2 separate regions of the Mus musculus genome follow, and region 1 is linked to region 2. The links are chromatin contacts, called in public Hi-C maps. All regions are on one chromosome and are shown on one strand. The core of a region is the stretch at or near the end of the contact, and the rest is flanking DNA. Distances in the headings are between cores, read along the strand shown. Region 1 holds the start of Gm26839 (predicted gene, 26839). Region 2 overlaps Foxn3 (forkhead box N3).

Region 1 (5,197 bases), core at 718-3,217, 130 kb after region 2:
TTCCAATAGCTGGTTCTATTATGGGGGTCTATGTACTTACAGCCTATAAAGAGGCTTGCCCTTCCTCCTACCCCTCCAGAATATGGAACATTCATGAATTGAAGCAATTAAACATGAGATTATCCAAAGTTAAAATAGTGAAATAAATAATGATTTCAAGTAGTAGATGCTTTCAAAGTTGTGATGTTTCTCTCTCAAGCGCCTTTTTACAGACCCACACCTACCTTGTGCTTCCGGCTACCAGCAAGGTTGGCACATACCTGAAATATGTTCTTTATGAATTTCCCCCCCTCAGAAGCAAGCAGAGAAGGACAGTCCTCTCCCTCTCTCCTTCCCTTCTTCCCTCCTTTGGCATTTGATTGGTATTCTGAAACTACTGTTAAAAATTTGGCACAGCCATCCAAACAGTGCCAGCTTGAATGATTCTATCAGTGACTTTCTGACAACTGGGAATGAGCTAGGACTTCATTGAGCACCTTGCTCATTTGTATTGGTGAACGAAGCTGTACCTGACAGCGTAAGGATTAATTCTTCCAATTCTAAAGTCAAAACGGAAATTCACGGAAGTGCCAGTGATTTGAAGCAGGCTCATCGTTCGTACAACTCATGGTCACCTCCTTTGAACTGAGCAAACTCTGGGGCAGGCTGGAGCGAGTCAAGGTAGATTCTGGAAACTAACAAGTCTCATTCACTTCCTTCAGTTTGTAAAAACAAGCAACTGTCAGGTTTCCTGCCAATGGCAGTTTGCTGTACTTGCAGATAACTTCTCAACAGGAAATCCTTTGCTGAGAGGGACCAGTCATGCCATCAAGTCCCGGAGCACCAAATATTTGATAACGTGGGATCGTGAACTACACCCGTAATCGGATCATGGACACTACATGGCTCTAAGCTATTTGCTACACCATCAATATAGGATATTAAATAAGCATTAAGACATATTTAGGAACTCTTTCATCTCTCCCCCCACTCCTTGAGGCAATCAGTTGAGAAAAACAAGGGAGATGTGATATTCTTTTAGAAGTACCAAACTGCAATTTAAATAAAATTTAAAACCTTTTTAAGAAAAGGGTCCAGTGCAGTGCTAAATATACCACATATGGAGAGAAGTTATTTGAAACACAAATATAAAGACCTTGAAATTAAGGAGTCTGGCAGGGTGGGGGTGGTGTACACCTTTAATCTCAGCATTTAGAAGACAGAGGCAGGTGGATCTCTGTGAGTTTGAGGCCAGCCTGCTCTACAGAGTGAGTTCCAGGACAGCCAGGGCTACACAGAGGAATCCTGCCTTAAATAAATAAATAAATAAATATTTTAAAAGGGGTGCTGGAGAGATGGCTCAGTAGTTAAGAGGTCTCTTCCAGAGGGCCTGTGTTCGGATCCCAGCACCTACACGAGAGGGCTCACAACAGTCCGGAACTTCAGCTCCAAGGACTTCTGGTATGTGTCCACACCCACATGCAGATACATACACCTAAGCATAATTAATAATAATAAATACTAAAAAAAAAAAAAACCACCTTACCATTTAAAGATTGTCATGGATACAACAGGTCAAATTCTAGCCACTGTGTTGATTGTTATATCGACAAGTTTTACTGAAGCACCTCAAAGTCAAAATTTAGGAGAGGTATGTTTGGTTATTCTCTGCTTAGCAAAATGAGTGAAAAGGGGGCGCTGGAGGAGGTGACTAAACTTTTCTCCTTGGTATTCCTCACCATGAATAAGATATAGCTGATATGTGTGCTAACGGCCTGGAGGACCGCCCCACCCACCCAAAATAGCCTCAATAAAAAAACCAAAAACAAAAACGGGAAAGCACCGCTCTCCATTCACGGGAGAGGAAATGCATCTAATCAACTGGGCAGTCATATTTGCAGTCTGGAAATGGTCCTCGCTCCACTTAGGAGCACCTCCTCCCCCTGCTCAGCCACCAAGAACACCCTGCCCTTTGCTCCCCTGAGCACCAGGCATAGCCCAAGGGAACCTGTCCAACCCCCCAGAGACCTTCATGATCAAACACCTCAACTCCACCTGGAACCGGCTTGCAAGCCCGGAAACACTTCATAACGCCTTTGCCAAATGACCCTGCCTCCGCTGGCTGCATTCTGGTCTCTAAGTCTGTAAAAAAGGACTTTTGTTCTAACAGGAGAGACACACCTCTAGAAGCAGACACATAGTTCTACAATTAATGGCTCAAATGTACTCTTTGCAGCCTTCCTCTTGCTTAACTCAGAGGATCCAAAATGCTAAGTAAGCATGAACGCTCACACTGGCTTTCAGGCTCTTCCCTGAACTATTTTCAATAAAAATACAGTTATGAAATCCAGAGGGCTCTGTTTTTTGGTTGTTGTTGTAAAATGACCTTGGTTTGACAGGCATGGTCTCAGGTTTCAACAGATGTTGTGGGAAAGCTAACAGAAGCCAGCAAGTTCTCCAAGCATCTGTGATGACATGCAGGGCTTTTTTTTTCCCCCCTAAGTGGTGGTCATGGTAGTGAATGCATGTGTGGTGGGGGTGGGGTGGGGTTACACTTCTCAGTTTCTATGACAACCATGTCTCCATTCCTGGGTTACTAGATACCATCTACTTCCTGTGTCTAAATATTTAAACCAATCAGAAAAGTGTTTATACGGTTAACAACTTCTGGGACCCAGCTTCTTTAATGAGGCACTTTAAGGCTCAAATGAAGATGTCCAGAGAGGCTGCAGGCTGTCTTATAGAGATCCCGCTTCATCCCCTATCTCTAATTCTGCCTTCTGTGGTAAAAGACCCCCCCACCCCCGCCCCTTCTTGGATGTGAATTGTATTCTGCTCAAAGCAGACGCCACAATTTCTTGCAATAGTCTGCAAGCTGATCGGGATTGCTTGCCTTTCATTGTCTGTTTTCCCTTCCACTGTCTAAAGACTTAGATTTAGCGCGAGAAACATACTAATTCACAAGGCACTTAAATTATCAAAGTAATGATACAGTTAAGCTTCCATCTGTTGGTGTAGCTATTTAAATGCTCAGATGAAAAAAAAATTAGGAAAAATTAATTCCAAGTTGAGCAACTTTGCATCCTACAACTTATGGAGAGAAATCACTGTGAAGCCCCACATCTATCAGTGCGAGCTAGAAGCTGACATCTGCAGAGAAATTTGTCACCAAAATGGCCTACTTTATCTGGATAGAAACAACAACACAAAATTAAAGATAAAGACACCCAGAGCGAGCCAGATGCACCCAGATCAAAAGAGAAACCAGGCAGGAACCCATGTACAAGCCGGCAGATCTGAAATTAAGACGAGGTTTTAAAAGACGGTTTCGGGTGACTGTTTTCCTAAGTCCCCATCAGACTGACCAATCAGTGTGAGAGTTAGAGCGGGCTCCAGACATTCGTGCAGTCTTCAGGGCTCTCTGCACCCTCAGAGCTGCTCCCCCTGGCTAAGGCAGAGCTGGAGATCAATGGAAAAAACAGGGAACAAAAGGGAAATACTGATGTCTTCCTCAGCTCCGAGAGCCATCCCCATTTTCCTCAATGAGCCGGTAGCACCCAGCCTACAACAGCGCCACGGGGAGCTTCCACCAGCCCGGTCCAGTCCTTTCCGGGCTGGCAGTTTCGCCTTCGCAATCCTGTGTCCCAACGCTAGCATAACCTGGTGACGGAAGGCTCCCGGAGCCCAACCAATTGAAACTAATAAATTAAATAAATTAATAACCCCCACGATTAAAAGCTCCCAAGAAAGACCGCGTTCCCCTTTCCCAAATGTCATTCCCAGACTATAAACAAAGCATGAAAAATAGTCTCCCGGGCTAGGAATCTGGTTTTTTTTTTTTTTTTTTTTTTTTTTTTTTTTTTTTTTTCTCCTCAATGCAACGTTTTTCTCCAAAAACAGAAACACTCCTGCTTCCTTCAATGGACATTCTGGTTTGTCCATGTCACGCCGGGATATGAAGCTCCGGTATTTGAAAAAGAGGTTTAAACTGCCCATAGACACTCTGTTTATAATTGATAGCAAAACAGTTACGACAGCGATGCTGTAACTCTGCCCCAGCCAAACTCCACATTTAACACGTTAGTTCCTTGAAAATACAAGTCATGCCTGAGGACCCTCCAGAGCCGCCTCCCTCCGAAGTCATTAACGGAATTACATCAATTATTCGGTAATTTTTATAAATATCCATTGTCTGCTAATTTTTTAAATTAAAATGTAAACCCAGCTATCTACAAATTCCAGAAAAAAACTTTTCTTTCTTTTCTTTCTTTCTTTTTTAAATGAACTTACTTTTGAGACAAAAACTAATGAAAATAACCAACTCGCCATCCCTGGATCTTTCCCATTCTGGGCTGCATGCTATAAATCAATCCAAAACTAGGAGCACAGATGGGGGCGGACACCTTAAGATAAAAAGCCAAGGGTGCCCCCCAAAATGGGCAGCCTGGGCAGCGAGGCTCGGGGTGACAATGCTAACCCGGGCAGAGGCTCGCTAGGCAGCCAGAGAGCCGCATTTTCCTTACCTTCGATCGCCTGCCCCCCAGCTGCTTCTCGCGGCCGCATTGGGGGGCTGCGGCGGCGCTGGACTCGCGGGGGGCCCCGCCGCCGGCTCGCGCCGTCTCCCAGCCGAGCTGCACCGACCGCGGCCGGAACACCCGGCTCCAGCGCCCGGCGCCTGCCCGGGGTCGGCGGCTCGGCTCCCACCCGGGCCCGGAGTCCTGCTGGGTCCTAGCGCTCGCCGTCCGGGCCGCGGCCCGCTCTGCAGCCTGCACGTACTGAGGGGCAGCCGGGGAGGGGGAGCCCTGGGAAAGCACGAGCGGGAAAGCCGAGCCGCCGTGGGTGCGGAGAAAGCAGAGCTCAGTGCCAAAGCCTGGGTGTGCAAAGAAAGGCGCTGGCTCCAGCCGAATTCCCAGAAGGCAGATGCTAGAATCTGCAGCCCCGGCGGAAAGCACAAGCGTGGCCGGGAGGGTTGCTCCGTGCACCTGTGGTATAGAGTGCGCTCACAGAAGGTAAGAGACATCGCGGGATCCTCAGAGATTTCAGAATATCGGGGAGAAAAAAAGTGGACAATTTGTGCGCTTGAAACCAGTTTCCCCCCAATTTGTCCCCGTTAGAAGTTTTTTGGTTTTTTTTTTTTCCATTTTGCTTTCTCTAGCTTTATAATTTGTGTTTTAAATAACAAAGCCCCATATGGCTCACCACGTAGTCATCTGATTTT
Region 2 (5,562 bases), core at 2,033-4,532:
GACAGGGTCTGTTATACCTTAGACTGGCTTTGAACTCCCTATTAGTTAGTTCTGTTGCTGCTGCAACTTGCAGAAGCAAGAGTTTATTTTGGCTTAGGGTTCCAGGGGGGAGAATCCATAATGATGGGAGAGGCTTGACAACAGATATCCAGAGCAAGAGGCTGAGCGATCACATCTTCAATGTCAAGAGCAAAGCAGAAGGGTGAACCGGAAGTGGGCGGGCTACAAACTCTCATTCAAACCACCACAGTAGCCAGAGATGACCTTGTACGCCAATCCTCTTGACTCTATCTCTCAAGAGCTGAGATAACAGGGTTATACTACCATGCCTGGTTTTATGTGGCACTAGGGATTAAATCCAGGACACTGTGTGTGCCAGGCAAGCATTCTACTGACTAAGCCATATTCTCAGCCCCACATTTTCTATTGTGGACCTTGCCAATAATAATAGTCATTAAAAAATATGAGAAGGCTGAAGACATTGCTCAGCAGTTAATAAGATTTGCTGCTCTTCTGAGAACCTGAGCTTAGTAACCAGCACCCACAGTGAGCATGGCACGGTCTCCTGTAACTTCAGCTCTAGGAAATGGATGCCCTGTTCTGGTTTTCTTGGGCACACACAGAAAGACAAACAGACACACAGAAACACATATAGACAAACACACACATATAGTCACATACACACAGACAGAGAGAGACATACACACACCGACACATAGACACGTATGTGTCTATACAGACATACACAGACACACACACAAACATACACATATACAAAACACATACTTGAGTGCATGCACATAAACACACACACAAACACAGACACACACACACATACCTGCACACAGATACAAACTCAGTGTGTGAGCTTTGAGACTTTGTAGCCCCTCCCACTTCCTGTTCACTCTTCCTGCTTTGGGATTTGCATTTGAAGATATGATCTTGGGCTGGAGAGATGGCTTAAGAGCACTGACTGCTCTTCCAGAGGTCCTGAGTTCAATTTCCAGCAACCACATTGTGGCTCGCAACCATCTGTAATGGGATCTGATGCCCTCTTCTGGTGTGTCTGAAGACAGCTACAGTGTACTCGTATACATGAAATAAATAAATAAATCTTTAAATAAAAAGAAAAGATAGGATCTTTCAGCACAGTATACACAGGTACATGCACACACTCAGACCCAGACACATACAATAATAATGATAATAATAATAACAATAAATCTTTAAATCCAAATCATAGATATGTGTGGATATGTATTAGTGGATATCCTATTTTTTAAAGTATAGCTATGGATCCCCCTGTTTCACCTTCATTCTCAGCTGTTGGGATAAAATACTATAACAAAGGCTACTTCAGGGAGAAAGGGTTCATTTAGGTCACAGTTCATTTAGTGTCACAGTCAACCACTGCCAAAGAGTCGCAGAGGCATGAGCCTGAAAGAGCTGGGTGCATCACAGTCAAGAGGCAGAGAGCAGTGACCGCTGCTGCTCAGCTCTTTGCCTTCAGCCCAGGACACGCGCCAATCCCCCTCCCCCCCCAACACACACACACAATTAAGACGGCTCTTAACACATCAATTAACGTAATCTCAACAACCTCCCACAGTATGCACAGTGACTCTTCTCCCAGGTCATTCCAGATTCTGCCGGAGTGACAATTAACATGAGCCCTCATACCCCTTTTGCAAATCTGCTTTTTTACCTACTAAGGAATATCTTTGATACCCACATCCTGCTAAGACTCAGTGGGTTGCACAAATTCACTATGCTTTAACCTCTTCATCTGTAAAACAGGGACAGATGACTTGACACATACGACGATGGCAGACATATGAAATGCCCCAAAGACTGTGTTCTAATGGCATAGTCAGTCCCCAGACTGTGGTACCAGTGGTGGTTGACAGAACCTTTAAGAGCTTGACCATGTAGAAGGAAATGAGGTCATCTGGGGAAGGGCCCTTGAAGGAGGATTTTGGGAATCTACCTTCCTCTCATTTTTTAAAATTTTCTCTCCAGGCATTCCTGGTGATATGCTATCTTGCCACAGACCAGAAGCAACAAGGTGAATCAACCATGGATTAAAGGCTCCAAAACCATGAGCCAAAATTTAAAAAAAAAAAAAAAATCCTGTCTGCTTTCTAAATGGATTCTCTTTGGCACCTGTTGACATGGTTATGTAAACTGGGGGTTACAGTACCTAAGGCTCACACAGGCCAGGCAAATGCTTCTCTGAGGAGTTGAATCGCAGGCAGCCCCTCTTAGACATTTAATTAATTAATTATTTATTTATTTTTGGTTTTTCGAAACAGGGTTTCTCTGTATAGCCCTGGCTGTCCTGGAACACACTTTGTAGACCAGGCTGGCCTCGAACTCAGAAATCCGCCTGCCTCTGCCTCCCAAGTGCTGGGATTAAAGGCGTGCACCACCACCGCCTGGCGTGACATTTCTTTTAGTAATAGAATACTGACCAGCAGAACATGTACGATTTATAGAAGGCAGACAGCACTCAGCACATCGTATTCTGCTCATTTCTCGCTGTTACATCTGTGGATCCTTTCCATCTTGTCCTATTAGATGCTACCCAGTGGACCAGGACAAAGCCCTGTGCTCTGAGCTGTCCCTGCAGATAGAGACTGAGGGCACAGCCATTTACCGTCACCATAACAAACCACAGGAAGAAAAGCATCCACAGGATATATTTCTAAGGGTGAATGAGCTTGCTGGGTCTGTGCAACATAAATTTTAGTAGATGTGCACACCCAAGACACTCTGCTAGTGTACTCCAAGGCGAATACTGAGTAGGGGTGCCCATTCCACAGCTAATCCTCAGAACTAGTTAGTCTCAAAAACCTCAAACCAGTCAAACAAGTAAAAAAAGTATACTTTAAAATTTTTTTTATGTTTTAATTTTTAGGTAAGAAAAATTGAGGTCTGGAACCCACTAAACTGTACCAGCAGTACAGATTAGGCCAAAGCCAGATCACTGGTCTTAGAATACCTTAAGACATTCACACTCTAGGTACCAGGAAAGAGCAAAGACTCCCTGGCTAGCCTACCGTCTTCCAGCCTCAGTGCATCCCTGCTAGGTAAGCCTGGAGCGCTTCTCTGCCTGGGTTCAGGCAAGGTCTCCAGAGATCCCAAGAAACAAGAAGTTCTTGGCCCAGACATTGAGACTGAAAAGTTGCTGCCTGTAGCTAGCAGATAAAGAAAGCCTTGCCTCCAAATTGCCTGAGGTTCAAGGTTATTTTCCATTGGTTTCTGTTATCTGGTCTCCATTTGGACTCCCTGCCAAGTGGCTCTTGGGAATGAGGACAAGGGCAAGGGCTTCCATTCCTCTTCTGACCCCTCTGGGGGAATCTAGATTTTTTTAAAGTGAAAACGAAGGCTCCTTTCAGAAAAGATCCGTCTGCTTCAAGTAAGGTACCTGCGGGGTGATCCCTAACCACTCCCTGTGCGTGAATGCTGCAGTTCACAGAGAAGTACTGGGAAGGGGAGAGGGAGCAGGGTCCATCTCAAGGACTACAAGGTCAAGGTCAGCTACTCGGGCACTGTGGGCCTCGGATAAATCCACTTACCATCTCACTCACTCACAGGGCGGAAATGTCATTTGCCCTGGCCTGATCCTGTACTGGCACAGAGTAACTGAGTAAGGCTGTGTGCTTTATAAGCAATGGAGTGTTTTGGTTTGGTTTGGTTTGGTTTTTGGTTTTCCGAGACAGGGTTTCTCTGTGTAGCCCTGGCTGTCCTGGACCTCACTTTGTAGACCAGGCTGGCCTCGAACTCAGATCCGCCTGCCTCTGCCTCCCAAGTGCTGGGATTAAAGGCATGCGCCACCACGCCCGGCAAGAGTTTTATTCTAGTTCGTGGTTGTGAAGGCTGAGAAATCTAAAAGCACCTTGGTGGGGTGTTTATGATGACGGTAGAGATGAACTGCACACATGCACAAAGGAGGAAAGCGCACACTGCATAAGCTGTAGAGCAGGCTCGATGGGGCAGAACACTGGATCCAGAAACATAAGCCTCTGAGTTTGCATCCTCAGAACCCACGGAAAAGCGGGGCATGGTAGAGCGCATTCATAGCCCTGCCTCCATGGCAAGATGGGAGGCAGAGACAAAAAAAAAAAAAAAAAAAAAAAAAAAGAAGTGGGGGGGGTATAGGGGACTTTTTGGATAGCATTTGAAATGTAAATGAAGAAATTATCTAATAAAAATTAAAAAAAAAAAAAAGAAACTGAAGGTACTGATACTACAATTAAAAAAAAAGAATCCTTGGCAGTTTCAGGCCAGCTAGCCTGGTGTACACAAAAGCAAACAATAAAGAGACCCTGCATCAAACTAGTTAAAGAGCAAGGACCGGGGCTGGCGAGATGGCTCAGTGGTTAAGAGCGCCGACTGCTCTTCCAAAGGTCCCGAGTTCAAATCCCAGCAACCACATGGTGGCTCACAACCATCCATAACAAAATCTGATGCCCTCTTATGGAGTATCTAAGGACAGCTACAGTGTACTTACATATAATAAATAAATAAATCTTTAAAAAAAAAAACAGACTACATTTAAAAAAAAAAAAAAAAAAAAAAAAAAAAGCAAGGACCAACACCTAAAGTGGATCTCCAACCCCCACATGAATGCTGTATATGCATCTGAATACATGTGTGTGCACATGCACACACACACACACACACACACACACATACACACACACTGAGGCTCCCTTGATAACTAACCTAGTCTCCTGACAGTGAGCATCTTTAGAGCAAGACATTCATTCCTCTCAACCTCTCTGCCTCCTGTGGGCCCAACACTCTGATTGGCACAACTCAATTTCAACCCCAGTAGTGTTGTTCTGCGCAAGGCAGGTGTGCACATGATGATGTCCTGCGTAGACTGTGAAGTACAAGCCAAATGGATCGTATGGTGAATGCCATAGAGCTGGTGGCCACTGGCTTTCACACAGGATGGAGCCTTCTCAAAGCATAGGCAAGGCCTACCATTGCTTTGAGGTACTTCTGAGGTCACATACCTCCTACAGGAGCATATCAGAACCAAATTGATCATCATGACACAGTCGTATTGTCAATTGCGCAAAAGGCATTTCACAAGCATCTGTTTACACACCAATTCCACCAGGTGTTCTGCAAGGCCGCATCCACTTGGCAGGAGCAGGAGGCATTGTCCTACTTAGCAGGTTTCAAAAACAAACAGGGCACACACTAGAATGCCACACAAAGTCAGGACTTGAGAATGGCACCATAATAAAATTCTAACCCATTCTCCACCATGTTGTGAAAAGAACACTTTAAATTCTGCTAGGCCTTTGTCATGGAAACCACTGTGCTGGGTTTCCCAACACCTGTAGCAGGTTCCTATTCTCTAACCTGTACTTTGAGTCTATAGGCATACGAGTTTAGCTCTCTGGGTTTAATGTTCTCACCTACAAAAAAGGACCGGAAAACACTTAACAGTATGGCTGCCCTAGCAAAGCCAAGGCAGAGAGCTTGGTGCAAAAATTCAAAGGCAACATCTTATTGTCTGGTGGTCTTCTGTTTCTTGTTTCTTTT

What was found. Hi-C and Micro-C count contacts between places; a contact is called where the count stands out from the background.
Region 1: a Hi-C map of liver shows a contact between it and region 2, with 3 times the contacts expected there. The contact joins two enhancer-like sites. A contact is called at or near these places in 3 of 39 promoter capture datasets (liver and maxillary cranial neural crest), 5 of 484 Hi-C or Micro-C datasets (the HPC-7 cell line, liver and nephron progenitors), 3 of 115 datasets of contacts at active chromatin or transcription factors (bone marrow-derived macrophages and forebrain) and 3 of 9 other capture datasets (adipose tissue, liver and pancreatic islet).

Annotation. Positions count from the first base shown.
Region 1 is chr12:99,558,969-99,564,165 of GRCm38.p6, forward strand. It overlaps Gm26839 (predicted gene, 26839), which reads left to right and starts at 4,873. Exons shown (of 4, transcript NR_136760.1): 1 at 4,873-4,988. It also overlaps a transcript of Foxn3 not described here. Within about 2 kb of position 1,968, at least 57 of the 459 cell types and tissues checked have an H3K27ac peak or open chromatin away from gene starts, as enhancers often do. A contact at or near this core is called in liver, where this site is marked.
Region 2 is chr12:99,430,304-99,435,865 of GRCm38.p6, forward strand. The region is part of intron 1 of Foxn3 (forkhead box N3); the gene reads right to left. Among named protein-coding and RNA genes, the nearest start is that of Foxn3, 17 kb to the right of the region's middle. Within about 2 kb of position 3,283, at least 4 of the 459 cell types and tissues checked have an H3K27ac peak or open chromatin away from gene starts, as enhancers often do. A contact at or near this core is called in liver, where this site is marked.